Linked DNA regions of Gossypium hirsutum: region 2 is linked to region 1. The links are chromatin contacts, called in public Hi-C maps. All regions are on one chromosome and are shown on one strand. The core of a region is the stretch at or near the end of the contact, and the rest is flanking DNA. Distances in the headings are between cores, read along the strand shown. Region 1 holds the start of LOC107888786 (protein ENHANCED DISEASE RESISTANCE 2-like). Region 2 has its middle 57 kb from the start of LOC121206797.

Region 1 (3,533 bases), core at 389-2,888:
GCTTCCTCATTTTCTGTATTTGAAACTTTACTTGTCCAGCAGAGAATTCATTAAGCAAGATAAATATAGTTAAAAGCAATCAAAGAACTCATACATTAAGAAATCTAAAATTAATAAATGGGCCAAATACAATAATGATTCAAACAAAGAACTTCCAACTACTGAACTGAATGAGAGGGTCTCAACCTTGAAACCAAACAAAGAATACAAGGTAAGACAGAAATACCAGTAAAACTATAAATGTAAAGTCGATTTTGGTTTCTTAATCCAATTTAGAAACCAGACCTGGCAAGATTAGGTAAATGAAACTGCATCACACCAATAGCTAACAGAATCAATATGAACTGACCAATAGAAACATATGTATCAACTCAGGATGAGAGCATAATGAATGAGTAGAACTACACACGAAGCAGACAACTGTCATTCCAATTTGTATCTCAATTTTCCATTATAATAAACCAGATACTCTTAATTTCATGCTTTGATGATATAAGATGATAAGAGTGCACTCAGAACAAATAAAAACAATGAAAAATGCATGTCAAATGATTAACAAGGGTAGGAAAACCTCACCTTGGCACTATTTTTTAAGTATGTCTGTCCTCTTATCATAAATCCCGCACCACCAGGAGAAGTCCAACAATTTGTGTCAGCATCATCCTTTCCTTTATGGAGAACACTGTTGAATTGACTTGGATCAACATGAATAGGAGGTACACTAAGATCTAATTCCTTACTTGCATTTTCAGCTGCATCTGCAGTGACTTAATTCTTAGTATACTTAATAGCTCACAAAAGGATCAAGGATAGAATATCTTTTAAGCTATAAGATATTATTGTTACCAAAAAAGAAAAGAAAAAGAAAAAGAGAAGGCATAAATATAAAAAATATTTCCTGGATAGAATCTCCTTTTTTTCAAATAAAAGATAAAAGCAGGTTGATCTTTCCAAATACAGAACTAAGAAAATAAAGAACCTGAAGCTTGCTTCAAAGCTGTGCTTGAGATGGCCGCAGGTGCAGGCTTCGGCTTGACTGGTTTTTCCTGATAAAGTTGAGAGCAGATTATCAATAATAGAGTTTTTCAAGAAAACGATAATGAATAGGTTACATCAGTCCACAAATAGAGCAATCGAGTTCCAATTTCCACCAGCAACAAAAACCTTTAAGAAATAGAAATCTACTCGGAACTTAAGCTAATTAAAATACAGGAATCCATATAAATTTGAGAGCAAAGGAGAGTTAGAAATATGAATTTACCTTTCCAGTTGCAGTAAACTCCGAAAATAAAAGGTTGAGAAGGCCAAGCGTCGATTCTATTGTAATCTTCAGCAAAAGAAAGACAGAAGGAAGAAACAGAAGACGGAAAGGGGAAGCAGGAGGGTAAAACAGGGTCTAAAACTCAAGCAGCACCTAATCTGAGAAAGAGGAACGTAATAGAAATCGGTGAATTTTGAAGATTAGGGGTGTAATGTAATAGACGGGTATTAGCCAATACCCTAAACCAAATAGAGGATTGAAGTGGGATTAAATGGGGCCCACCGATTAGGGGTGTAGCCAATACACCCAACCAAACATGGTGTAAGTTTGCCATTGCTCTCATAAAAATTTCAAACAAAAAGTGAGAAAAATTCTGGGTTTTTAATATTTTTTTATGATAAATAATCTTGATTTTCGCATACTTCTTTTAGAATTTAAATCTTTTAAAAGTATACCCACTGAGCAATGTTCTTTCCTTCGTTCTCACGTTGTAAAGGCTGAAAAAAAGCTTGCATTTTCATAAAGAAGGCTTCTGGTTTACTTCTCACTAAGCTCCAATGCTCTCACTGCCTCCATTTATCTTTTTCCCCTTTGGTTTAGCCTTGCATTAACTCCCACTTCTTCCCATCATAGATCTTCCATTTTCAGCTTCAACCCAATGGAGAAACTCCTTGAACTAGCACGTTCCAAGGACCCAAAGGACCGAGCAACAGGGGCTGAGCTTCTTCATTCTCTTCTCCAGTCTTCCACTGGACCCTTGTCTTCTTCCGACGTTGAATCTCTTGTTTCAACTTGTATTCACCTTCTCAATGACCCATCTAACTTAAACGCCTCTTTGGGAGCTCTCCAGTGTCTAGCATCTGCTGCCGTGCTCTCAGCTGACAACTTGAAGCTGCATTTTGATGGGGTTTTACCTGCAATTGTGGAGTGTTTAGGGGATAATAAGCAGCCTTTACGTGATGCAGCTAGAGGGCTGTTGTTGACTTTCATGGAGGTTTGTTGTTTACCTTCCTTTTATGTCATACATTGTGATTTGAAATGCAATTAGCTTTTCAATACCTTGGAGTTTTCTGGGGCTTCTAATTATTCCTCTAAGAGCAGTTCTGTTTTAGCCTTTCAAGGTTTTCACTATTCTTCTTCCTTTTTCCTTTTGGATTATGGATTATTGTTATTTTTTTGCTTTTCTCTGTTTGATGTATAATTATACGAGTCTTTATCAATTAATCTCTTTCAAGTGAATTTATTTAGCCTAAGAGCAGTTCCTTTTAATAAGTTAATACTTCTGATGATTCCTCTAAGAGCAGTTATTTTCTAGGCTTCTAAGATTTTGCTATATTTTTCCTTTTGAATTTTGGATTTTTTTTTCTATGGTTGATTAAAACTTGATTAGGTCAATTTTAGTTTAACTTTATTTTTGTCTTTATCAATTAATATTTTCAAATTGAACTCAAAAGTCTTTAATTTTTTCAAATATAATTTTATCCCCTTTTCCTAAATTTTCATTTGGCTTTATGGTTTTTCGTTGAGGCTTTTTTTTTTTTCAATAAAAGAAAGAAAAATCTTGCCGAGTTGCTAGTTGCTGTAGGTCGATTTGTTCTGCTGTTTCCATAATTGTGGATAATAGGCTTAACCGTGTTCTAATCCAATTGTTTTCAATTTTATGCGTTAAAACTTTTTCAGTATGGTAAGGGCTGAATTTCGCTTGAGCAGCATTTGCTAGAACCTTGCTTTTTCTTATAAAATATCAAGCCATTTCTATGTAGGGTCCGACTCCAAGCTATATATTTTACTCTGCAATGGATGGACCTAATTGCTTGTAATTAATTATTAATCCTGCAGGTTTCTTCTCCAGCTATTATTGTAGATAAAGTTGGGCCGATAACCTGGGCGCATAACAGCCTGAGAGTTCGTGAAGAGTTTATGAGGACTGTCACTTCTGCTATCACTGTTTTTACGTCGATGGAGTTCATGAAGGCTATTCTTCCTCCGGTATGTCCATAGGGACTGGTGGTTAGGAATAAATAACTCCCAAATATCATTCCTTTCGGAAATAACTTCTTTTTTATGCTCATTGTGTGTGTGTGTGTTTTCTTCTCTATTTTTTTCCCAGATTTTACAGATGTTGAATGACTCAATTCAGAGCATTAGAGAAGCTGCTACATTGTGCATTGAGGTAATTATCATTATGAGTTAAGGCTGTTCCCTTTAGTTGGCCTAATGGTTTATGTATCACTAATGCAAAAGACAAGCCTTTCTCTCGTTAATACAGGAT
Region 2 (3,533 bases), core at 696-3,195, 170 kb before region 1:
CGTACATTTTAACAGTAGCAGAAAATTGATTTTTTATCATAAGAAAAAATTGTTTGAGCTGTACCAGAACATCACTCTTTAAACGCAAAAGATACACCCAAGTCAATCAAGTAAAATCATCAACAATAGTTAAGAAATATTTATGTCCGCTATGGGTTGAAACTCTATACGGACCCCACAAATTTAAATGAATAAGGGAAAATGTTGTCTCATCTTTAGTTTAACTTATAGGAAATGGTAGCCTATTTTGTTTTGCTAAAGGACATACAGGACATTGTTGGATGGAAGTACTATTAGAAAAAGTACATGGTTTCAAAGGCATTTTATTCAACCTTGAAATAGAAGCATGACCAAGCCGGGAATGCCAAAGTAAAGACGAATCAGTAGTTGTAGAGAACGAGTTCTTACCCAAGGTTGATGCAGACTTTGGTGACAGAACAGTTTGAGAAGGCTGAAAGATATATAGACCATCTTGTTCTCTACCAATCCCCTTCATCTTTCCACTTGATAGATCCTGAAAAATACAAAAGTGGGGATAAAACGAGACAAAACAATGCAGGTCTTTGGTAAGCTTAGAAATAGAAAGCAAATTATAGCGAAAATCTGGTATATACAACGCATTGGCTAGTTTAATATCAGGAGAAATGGTGCAAGAACCAGTGTGTGTGATTGGCGAGGATGAACCAGTAGGTAACCGAATGCAAGACGAAGATGATGCACATGAAACAACAGATTCTAAACAATGAAAGTCAGACAACATATGGTTAGTAGCACCAGTGTCTAATATCCATTCACAAGGTAACACCATACCTGCCAAACTAGTCTCGGCCAAACTTGCAGCAGGCGTGACAGAGAACTCTTTGTTCAACAAGCTTAATATTTGTTGATATTTAGCTTGTGTGAAGACGGGAGCTTGCGGTGTGTGAGACGAGTCTACATTAGCCATTTTGTCCACCGTCTCAGCTGCAGTCACATTAGTCACCACTAAGTTACTAGAATTAATAGTCTTCCTTTTGGTGAACTTAAAATCAGGAGGATATCCTATTAGCTGGAAACAGTTCTCTCTTTTGTGTCCCTTGACTTTACAATGGTCACAAATACCATTAAACCGTTTTTTCTGAGCAGCATTAGTCGAAAACACTGATGTTGGTTCAGAAGCAACTGGTCCTGAAGCATGAAATCACTGAGCTTCCTCTTGCATTAACATGGAATAAGCCTGACTCACAGTAGGCAATGGAATCATCAATAAGATCTGACTACGAACAGCACTATAAGTTTTATTCAGCCCCATTAAAAACTAGAACAACCGTTTCTGAACAATGTGTTCAGCATTCTGCCTTGAATGTTCACAGCAGCCACAAGAGGAAAAAACCACAAGTGTATCATACTCATCCCACAACAAACGCATTTTAGTAAAATAAAAAGACACCGATGTAGTCCCCTGAATATGAGAAGCAATTTCTCGATGCAAAAAGAAAATTCGAGAACCATCTATCTTGTTGAAACGTTCATAAAGATCAATCCAAACTGAGGCAGCACTGGAAGCAAATACTATTCCAACCGAAAGCTCCTTACTAACAGTGTTTAAAATCAATGACAACACTAAAGCATTGCATCTATCCCATTGTGGCTGCAAATCGGCTGTCACCGATTCTTTAGAATAAGAACCATCAACAAAACCTAACTTATTCTTTGCTATCAATGCGATTCGCATTGCATGACTCCAAACAGTAAAGTTCTCGGTTCCAAGAAGTTGATAAGAAACCAATTGTGTACCTAGAGTATCCGATGGATGCAAGTATAATGGATGATTAAAATCAACACAATTTGCAGGAGTCACCATCGCAAACAATCAACAACCAGCAGCTAGCACACAAGCGACCAACAAAAAGAATGCAGAAAGAATAGGAAAACCACGTCTGTAAATAGTGAAGAAAGACGGAGAATGGACTCACGACGGCCGGAGAAGGAGTGCCACCGGTAGCTCTAATACCATGCTAAAAATCATCATCAACCGTCGTATGATGTTGGTACACCGGTGATGAACACAGAGAAATAGAGCAACGAAGTTCCGTCAATAGTTAGGGCTAAGAAAAAGGGGAATTGTAAACTCTCAGAAGAAAACTTCTTATTAAGAGATAAAAAATGATCAATCCTTAAGTTACACCCTCAACTATTTATACATCAACACTTTAGTCCCTAACTACTTAACTAAGTAATGATATTTAGTTAGAATTACAAACTAACCAATAACCCCCAATCAGCCTTTCAACAATTTGAATAACTAAATAAACTTGCATATAAATTCTAATTCGAGGAAGAAGATCAAGTGGCTTCAAATGGATAATAGCTTGGAATATTGCTCGAATGAATTTAATAAGTTCTACAGAAAACAAAAGGAATACTAAGACATCGTACTATTCACCATACATCACAACAAAATGGATTTTTAGAATTCATTAACATGACTCTTTTAGAACGAGCTCAATATATGTAATGAAATGCTAAACTTGGAGAAGACTTTAATTGTAATTTTGAATATACTATTTGATAAACTGATCTCCATTTATAATAATTAATCTGAAGAATCCTAAGTATGGTTTAGTTCTCCTATTCATTCCTTTGGTTTAAGAGTGTTTGATTGCCCTGCTTATGCTTATATTAATAAAGGGAAACTTAAAATTGAGGCAAAGAAATGTTTATTTCCTAGATAAAACCAAGGGGTGAAGTGATATAGATTTTAGTGTCCTAATCTGAAGTTACCCAAATTTATAATCAATAGAAATGATATATTTGATGAGTTATCCATGCTGAGGCTGACCAAAAATTCCTAGGAAAAGGAGTCAAATAAAAGATGAGATTATGGTGTTGAACAGCAAGTAGAGTGCTTGGTAAAGACTCTTAGTTTAATGGAAGTTACTTTAGTCTAAGATGATTATGCTAAAGTGCAAGATTTTATGAAGATGCGAAACCTAAGGAACAACAATATAACATTACAACTGAAAGAATAATGAGACAACGTAAACCTCCTTAGTGTTATACATATATTAATTTGATGTCCATGACCTTCTAGTGGCCTTCTGTGGCCAACAAATGGAGATTAAAACAGGAAAAAATAAAAAAAGAAGACATTTTGACAAATTATTTACTCAGCAGGTGCCTATTAAAGAGGGCTTTACTTCTTTGGACCCTTAATTTATTTTAATTTCTATATAAGCCAAATTGCCTTGGTTGTTGTTTCCTTCAAAACTCAAGAGCAAACCGTGTTTAGCTAAGCGAAAATAATGTTCTGATGTTGTCAGTATTATTTTCTGGTTTAAAAATTGTGATATTATCAGTTAGGCAAGAATATAGGCAAACCCGACGTCCAAACATACAAATAAAATCACAATTTTGCAATTTCACCAACCATTTCTATTATTCTACAACTACAATACAAAGGGTATTAAGACCAACTAGAGAACAATCCAACCAAACACTTTCCCCCCAGGAGAAATGTATTAACCAATAAGAAGGGTAATGAAAAAAAAAAG

The links. Hi-C and Micro-C count contacts between places; a contact is called where the count stands out from the background.
Region 2: a Hi-C map of leaf shows a contact between it and region 1, with 1.8 times the contacts expected there. The contact joins the enhancer-like site here to the promoter of LOC107888786 in region 1. A contact is called at or near these places in 2 of 34 Hi-C or Micro-C datasets (leaf and petal).

What each region holds. Positions count from the first base shown.
Region 1 is chrA09:49,513,715-49,517,247 of Gossypium_hirsutum_v2.1, reverse strand. LOC107888786 (protein ENHANCED DISEASE RESISTANCE 2-like) reads right to left here and starts at 1,638. Exons shown (of 8, transcript XM_016812992.2): 1 at 1,262-1,638; 2 at 980-1,046; 3 at 577-758. The coding sequence starts at 615. It overlaps LOC107888788 (CLIP-associated protein), which reads left to right and starts at 1,881. Exons shown (of 22, transcript XM_016813002.2): 1 at 1,881-2,255; 2 at 3,101-3,250; 3 at 3,372-3,434. The coding sequence starts at 1,920.
Region 2 is chrA09:49,684,638-49,688,170 of Gossypium_hirsutum_v2.1, reverse strand. No RefSeq gene overlaps it. Among protein-coding and RNA genes, the nearest start is that of LOC121206797, 57 kb to the right of the region's middle. Within about 2 kb of position 1,945, at least 6 of the 9 cell types and tissues checked have an H3K27ac peak or open chromatin away from gene starts, as enhancers often do.